Regions from separate parts of the Triticum aestivum genome. Here region 1 is linked to region 2. A link is a contact called in public Hi-C data. All regions are on one chromosome and are shown on one strand. The core of a region is the stretch at or near the end of the contact, and the rest is flanking DNA. Distances in the headings are between cores, read along the strand shown. Region 1 has its middle 80 kb from the start of LOC123190024. Region 2 holds the start of LOC123185815.

Region 1 (3,758 bases), core at 959-3,458, 330 kb before region 2:
GTCGGAGTTGTATTTTTTTAGTGTGTTCTGTTTTACAATAAGATGAACGTCACTCAATTAGGCCTTAGAGGCCTCGACACCGTACGTTTGTTCCTGATCTTCCCTCTGTTTGTTTGAAACTGTACCAAGTGTGAGGGTTTCTTAATGGGAATCGATGAGCAAGTTGGTTGCTCCTCAAAAAAAAAGAAGAAGAAGAGGAGATTGGTTGCTTAAGAAAAACTTCCTTCATAAACCTTACCAAATTCAGGCGCCCCTATTGGACGCTCACAGCATCAAATTGTCATGTAATCGCACACATCGCTCCCCATGGTAAGGCCCTCTTGACCGCTTTGTGGAGAACTCCCTCCCAAACAATTGTCTTGCTTTTGCAGCTACTTTCCCAAAACACTGGTTGTTGGATTTTGTTCAAAGCAAAAAAGATAATTCATACATTTAAAAAATCGTCACAAATTTGAAAATATTCAGTGTTTCTTTAAAAATCACATTTTTTAGAAAATATCCCTTAGTTCCAAAATTGCTACAAATTTCTTTTTTAATGTATTTGAAAAAATTACAATGACTTAAAAAACATTATAAAATTTATTAATTATACTTTATTTATTTTTAAATATCAATATAGTTTTAGAAATGTCCATGGATCTTAAAGTATTATAATACTTTAAAATTTTCTATAAATTTTAAAACATCAGATATTTTCAAATGATCATATATTTTAGAAATATTATCCTAAGTAAAAATATCTTGTATTTTAAATATTATTTTTACAAATTTTAACTATGTTATTTTTTAAAATATGTCTGTTATTAGAAAAATGTTTTCAAATTTGTAAATGTCTATAAATGAGAAGATTCTGGAAATTAAAAAAAGGAAAATTTAAAATAAAGTAAAAGGGAAATTAAATTGATTGAGAACAGAAAAAAGAGAATAACATGTCTGGATAATAGAAGAAAACCGTCCAAAATAGTCCTGCTGCTGCTCAACTATCTTACAAGGCGATGCGTATAAGTAAATTCCAGGACCTGCTATGCATCGCGTGCGCGAGCAGCAGCGGATGCTCGCCCACGTGAGCTTCAGGTTGGCTGGCCCAAGTGTTTCCGATCACCACGGGAAAAAATAATTCTATCGCTACGTGCAAGCCCCGAACTAAGCAAGCGAGCGCACGGTATTTTTCCATCCTGTTTTATTTTAATTAAAAACTTATGAATTTGGTAAAAATTTGTAATCTTAGAAAATGTTCGCGAATTGATAAATGCTCATGGCTTTCATGAACTCAATTGAAAAAATGTTCCCTGATTAAAAAACAATCATGAATTTGAAAAATGTTCATGAATTTAAAATATGTTAAGAAAAAAAATGAAAATTCCATGATTTTTTTTCAAAATGGTCAATTTTATAGTATTCATGAATTTAAAAGAAGTTCAAAAAATTGAATAAAAAAATCTTGAATCCAAAAAGTGACCAGAAATTCAAAAAATATTCATGGATTATCACGAATTTGAAAGATAAATTCAAGATTTTTTTCTTCAACAACTAAAAAATGTTCACAAATTTGAAAAAAGTCCAATTGTAATAAAAAAGTTTTCTTGAATTATGACAAATGTTGGTGAATGCATAAATTATTCACAAATTTCAAAAAATATTCAGGAGTTCAAAAAAAGTTCATGAATTCAAGAAATGTTATCAATTTAGTAAAACCGAACCCAAAAAATGGTCATAACTTTAAATTTTGTTCATGAACTAAGAAAAGAAAAAATCAGAAGAAAAAAACGATGACCTGAACAGAAAAAAGAAATAGGAGAAACCTTATGAAACCTTGCCGAAACTAGACAAAAGATTATAGAAGTTTCCACCAGCCTCTATAAGTTACGCAAGCAAAAAACAACCAATGGTTGTGTTTACTCGGCCGCAACCCGCATTGGGTTGCCTTAAACCTGATCATTCCACGGGCTGCGTCGAGTTCGGGACGAGCTTGGCAAAGCCCGAAGAAAAATCCCAAGCTCAAGCCCGGTCTGGCCCGTCCGAAGCACGTCAACAATGGCATTTTTAATTAAATTAATCATATTCAGAATTTTATATTGATTTATTATACATTTATTTAGAATAAAAATATATTTATGTGGACATTTAGAGCTTTTGGGCCGGGCTTTGAGCGAGAAAGTGGAGCCTGAGCTCGGCCCAAATGTCGGGCTTCAGATTTGGGCCTCCGGCGCGGGTTGTCCACGAACAGGTTTAGGTTGCATGTAGGCGATCGCTCGACATCGCTCGTCACGGGCGATCTATATTATTTGTGGTAAATGTCACTCTACTTTGACTACTTGTGGTGGGCAGGGACAATGGCCCACGTGAGCGACGCGGCCTGACTATACTCTCGATAAACGACACATGGCAGAGCATTGCTCAGTCATCCTAGAACTGAAAAAGGTATATTGTTCACATCAAAGAGCAAGAATGTGGAAAAAATTCATAGGAGCTTCTGGGTCTCCATGAAATCTATATGAATACTAATTTAAAAGTACCAGGAGAATTCATAAAAATTGAAATTTTAAGGTATCAAACCTGGTCGATCATTCGACTTACGTGCAAAATTTCGTGAAGAAATGACATCCTTGGCATCTTTAGCAAAGAAAATACTGCCCAGCCTACGGTTCATTCAAACAATTTTTATATGTAATCAAAATGTTTGACCTTTTTTTACTGAGAATACCACATATGTCATTTTTTTATGAAACTTCATACATGAGTAGAATGGTCAATCAGGTTTGATACCCCAAAATTTCTAGTATCTTTTAAATTTAATATTCATATTGGGTTCATGGGCACCCAAGAGCTCCAAATTCTCATTGTTGCAAGAATCTCTACTAATATAGAGGAGTCCATATGAAAAGCGGACGTCTTGCACACGACGATTATTGGTCTTTGCAATCTCGTCGATGATTTCAACGTGGGGGTCTGTAGCGACCTGGCCCGAATGGATCAAGTTTCTGTGCTTAAGTGGCATCCCTGGATCGGTATGCTGACACACACAATACTCGATGATTTATAACAGAGGTAAATCACATGTAATAAGTAACGTAAATACTATTATCTCAATCCAAAATAGCGGAAGTAACAAGGTTGTGGATTCCCATCAACACCAACGGCAAAGTTGAGTGTAGAAATCGTAACCCTAACGAATCACTTACTCGTCGTAAGATAATCCTGCAATATGAGACGTTGCAGCCACAGAGGGTCAGTACATTGAATGTACTGGCAAATTCACACCATAGAGAGAAATGATGAACAATGGCTATCTCTACATGCATATTTGGCTAGTGGAAAAGCTCTATGGTTATAATGTTTTTGCGAAAAGCCAAATTTTCCCTACTGCAAAGGAGTAATTTTTTTTATTTAATTATCATGATGGTTGTTGAATATTGAGAATGGTTGACAGCATTCTCAATCCCAATTAAGTAACATCATTAAACCCAACAAAATTAATTTAAAGTAACATGATGAGATTCACAGGATAATCCAAGTACTAGATACTCAAGTTGTCCATAACCGGGGACACGGCTAACCATGATTAGTTTATACACTCTGCAGAGGTTTGTGCAATTTCCCCCACAAGACTCGATCGCCTCCGTTTGATTTCTCGCACTACATGGTGTTTGAGAAACAGATGACCGAGACATAATCTTTCAGAAGCGCTAGCACCTTACGATCGGGTAGACCGTTACACCTACTTTCCCCTACATCTACTAGTCTACCACTGTAAGAGT
Region 2 (3,814 bases), core at 318-2,817:
TATTTTCATCGTGTAGATGGTATTTCATTTTTTTGTCTTCTCTCATAGGCCGTTTCTCAATTAAGATGGCTCTTGCTTTACTATCAAGATTATCCAAATTTCTTGGATCATAAATTGATAAATATCAACAGTATAAACTGGTTGTTCATCAACACTAGCTGACTATGCCTATGCATCAAATGAATTACCTACATTCTCGGAGCCACAAGATGTTGGTGTCGCCATTTTCTTCTTGCTCATCAGATTCTGAGTTCCCATCAGTTGATTGTCCTTTCTCTTTGACAACTATCACCAACTCATCATTTGGATTTATTGAAATAGGGGAAGCACCAGTATTACTTAAAAATTGATGAATATTTATGAGCTGTGATTGTACCAAATCATCCGCAGCTTTCTTCATTTTCCTGTTATCACTACGAAATGGATACTTTCCCAACATGATAAGACACAATACTGGAAAAAAAATGCATCAATTGACTATTGTTGAAGAGCTATTCATCTAGGAGACTAGGAACCGCAATATGAATATAGGACATACCTCGGAAGGTCGGATTGTTGATGGACGAAGAGCACAGCGGAGGTGCGACGGCCGCCCGAGAATTGAAATCGATGGACAATCTGAATTAGCAAAGAAATTATATTTAGGAGAATAGAGGAAAAAAAGAGCACCGTATGCGTAGTCGCGATGACACAAGCGTCGGCGGCCGCTAGAAACTTGAGGATCGCTGCGTGAATACGGCGTGATGTGATAGGATGGAAGGATCAATCAGTTCCTATTTTCTCGACATGCACGTACTAACCTGGAAAGAATCACAAGGGATCAATCAGTCCGTTTTTTCTTCTACGTGCACGTCCTTCCTCGCTGCGTGAGGCCCTCAGGCCAGACGTCCAGCTTAATTTTTTTTTCTTTTATCACGGAAAACATATTGGGCCATAGCCTAGCTGTATACTCTGGGGAGGGCCTCCTCGATTTTGGGGGCCCGGGGCGGCCGCCCCCCCCTGCCCCCCCTCCCCCCTCTCAGGGCGGGCCCTGGTCTCACGCCAGCGTTGGGCACAGGCGCCGAGTCAAATGCGGAAGCTTTGGTCGACCCAAACGGACAAAAAGCGGACGAAATTGTCGTCCGTTTGGGTCGGCCTGTTGGAGTTGCTCTAAGGAAGAAAAGAATAGTTCTTGAATTATTAATGATGACTATATGATTAGTATAACGCAGCATTTTACATGCGGGATTAATTTTCTACAAAATCTAGTACTAAAATTTAGCAGTAACTTCACTGGAGCATTGAATTGGTGCCACAATTGGCATGTCGTACTTAGTACTAGAAGCAAGCAACCAAATTATTTCAGGGAAGAAGATAAGCACCATTAATCAGCACTGCCCCGGGCGCCCGGCCCCTCTCCCGCGCGGGCTCCCCACGTTTACCAAACCGTGACAAAAGTCCGCCATGCCGGAACCACCACGTCCGTGCGCCGTTACGCGTTATAAACCGCCTCCCGCGGCCCAGCCCCACAGAAACCCCCTAAGCCAGCCAAGGCAACCTCCCTCTGCCCGCCCCAGACGGAGACGCACACGCTCACGAGGTCCGTGCGCTCCCTCGATCGCATGGCCGCGCCGGCGACCAGCCTCCGGCGCGCGGAGCTGTGCGCCGCCGCCGTGTCGGCCGCGGACGCGGCGTCGTGGTGGTGCGCGGTGGCGCTCGTCGCGCTCGTGCTGCTGGGCGCGCTCAGCGCGGAGACCGCGGACGGCGACGGGGAAGGCGCCGCGGCGTACTTCCGCGGCCCGCGGCTCGGCGGCGCGGCGGCGCGGCCGTGCGACGAGGTGTACGTGGTCGGGGAAGGCGAGACGCTGCACACCATCAGCGACAAGTGCGGCGACCCGTTCATCGTGGAGAGGAACCCGCACGTGCACGACCCCGACGACGTCTTCCCGGGGCTCGTCCTCGCGCTCCGGCCGACCAAGAACACCTAGGCCTTGGCCGTCTGACATGCTGCTGCTCCGTGCGCGCGCGCCGGGGTGAGCGCGGAGACCTCGAAGAGTTCTGCTGTGCCCCCTGCGCTGCTTCTTTTCCTTGGTTGCTTTGATCCTTTCCTTGTCAACTGCCCATCTTCATCTTGATGAAGTTTCTTATGAGAGGGGAGAAAATGGCAACTTGTATATATTAAGAGGATGTTGAGAGTTTTATATGAGTACAAATTGAGTTGAATGGGCCGGCTCTAGTTCGTTTTACATCCATTGTTTACTTGATTATTACAATCTTTTTTTTCTTTCGGTATATTCTGACTTTTTGGAAAGACGAGGCTCTTCTTTTCGTTTCCCAGAATACTTCCCGTGCATATTAAGTTGTAGTACTAACAAAGATGGCTCAAGCGAATCAACCTGTGGTTGAGTTGGTTAGGTGGATAGTGGTATCCCCAACCCATCAGGGTTCAAATTCTGGTGCTCGCATTATTCCTGAATTTATTTCAGAATTTCCGGTGATGCGCTTTCAGGACGAGGCGCCTACGGTTACTTCGTAAATCTTAAGATGATATGCTGGCTCAGTCTTTCGGAGGTGCTCATAAGGGTAGGGTGTGCGTGTGTACGTTCATAGGGGTGAGTGTATGCGCGTATACGAGCGCTTGTGTCTGTACTGATGCTCAAAAAAAAAAGATGGCTCAACAGGAGACCTACCTACATAGTTTATGTTTGGGAAACTATATGTATACACTTTAGTGGTACATCAAATTAGTATAACCAGTGTAGATGATTGTAAAAGACAATATGATTTCAGTTAAATGAAATCGGTGAGGGAGCTCTCTTATTATATAAAAAAGAATTAGTATAACCAAGCCCTTCGATTCAGGTTGGAGTACACACAAGTGCTTTCTGCATGATCCAAAACGTCTTGTTAGGTTGCTAACTCACGGCAAGAAAACCAAACTCCAAAGCAAGTGGCGCTGCAACTGCAAGTGTAACGTAATAACGTACTCCCTTTTTTTGAAAAAAAATTGTCTCTCAAATAAATGTATCTAGCACAAAATTAATGCTAAATGCATCCATTTGAGAAACAAATTTGAGACAAGTTTTTCCGGACGAAGGGAGTATGTATCAACTAATGCTGAGTACTTGAGTAGAACACAAGTAGCTCGTATCTTTTTTTTCTGAAATGCCAGTAGCTCATATCTGCTGCCCGCGAAACTCGCCACGCGCATCCCCTGACCCTTTTCAACAGGAGCACTAACAGGGTCAATTTTGATGCTCTAGGAGTACCCTATGTGGTGTCTAGCCCTCGTCACATGTCACGTGCTGAACATTCTTTCTGAATTTTGTTTTCTCATTTTTTTCTGTATGCGTTTTCGGTTTTTAGATGGGGTTTTCTACGAGGTTTTTTGGCTTTTTGGTTTTCGCACGATTTTCCCTACGTTTTGGAGATTCTTTTTGCGCGTGATTTTTTTGGATTTTTGAAAATTATGCTTTCATGAGAAGTGCAAATTTGCTTTTCACGGCAGCACAAATTTTCTTCTGTTGTGCTTTTTGAAAAAGAAAAAAAATTACTTACACGAGAAGCACATATTTGCTTCTTCTGAAGGCACATATTTAATTCCACGGAAAGCTTCTTGAAAATAGAAAAAATATGTGCTTCCACGAGAAGCATCTATGTGCTTCTCATAGAGACACATATTTGCTTCACGAGAAACACAGTGGAAAAAACCGTACTTCCATGAGAAGTACATATTTGCTTCCACAACAAACACATTGTTGTGCTCTGGGAAAGGGAAAAAATTGTGCTTCCACGACAAGCACACAAATTGCTTCTCGGAAAAACAAAACGTGCT

What was found. Hi-C and Micro-C count contacts between places; a contact is called where the count stands out from the background.
Region 1: a contact with region 2 is called in a Hi-C map of leaf, with 6 times the contacts expected there. The contact joins the enhancer-like site here to the promoter of LOC123185815 in region 2. A contact is called at or near these places in 3 of 5 Hi-C or Micro-C datasets (leaf and an unstated tissue).

The regions. Positions count from the first base shown.
Region 1 is chr2A:656,498,956-656,502,713 of IWGSC CS RefSeq v2.1, reverse strand. No RefSeq gene overlaps it. Among protein-coding and RNA genes, the nearest start is that of LOC123190024, 80 kb to the right of the region's middle. Within about 2 kb of position 2,208, at least 1 of the 8 cell types and tissues checked has an H3K27ac peak or open chromatin away from gene starts, as enhancers often do.
Region 2 is chr2A:656,163,886-656,167,699 of IWGSC CS RefSeq v2.1, reverse strand. LOC123185815 reads left to right here and starts at 1,567. Exons shown (of 1, transcript XM_044597642.1): 1 at 1,567-2,202. The coding sequence starts at 1,567. The coding sequence ends at 1,967.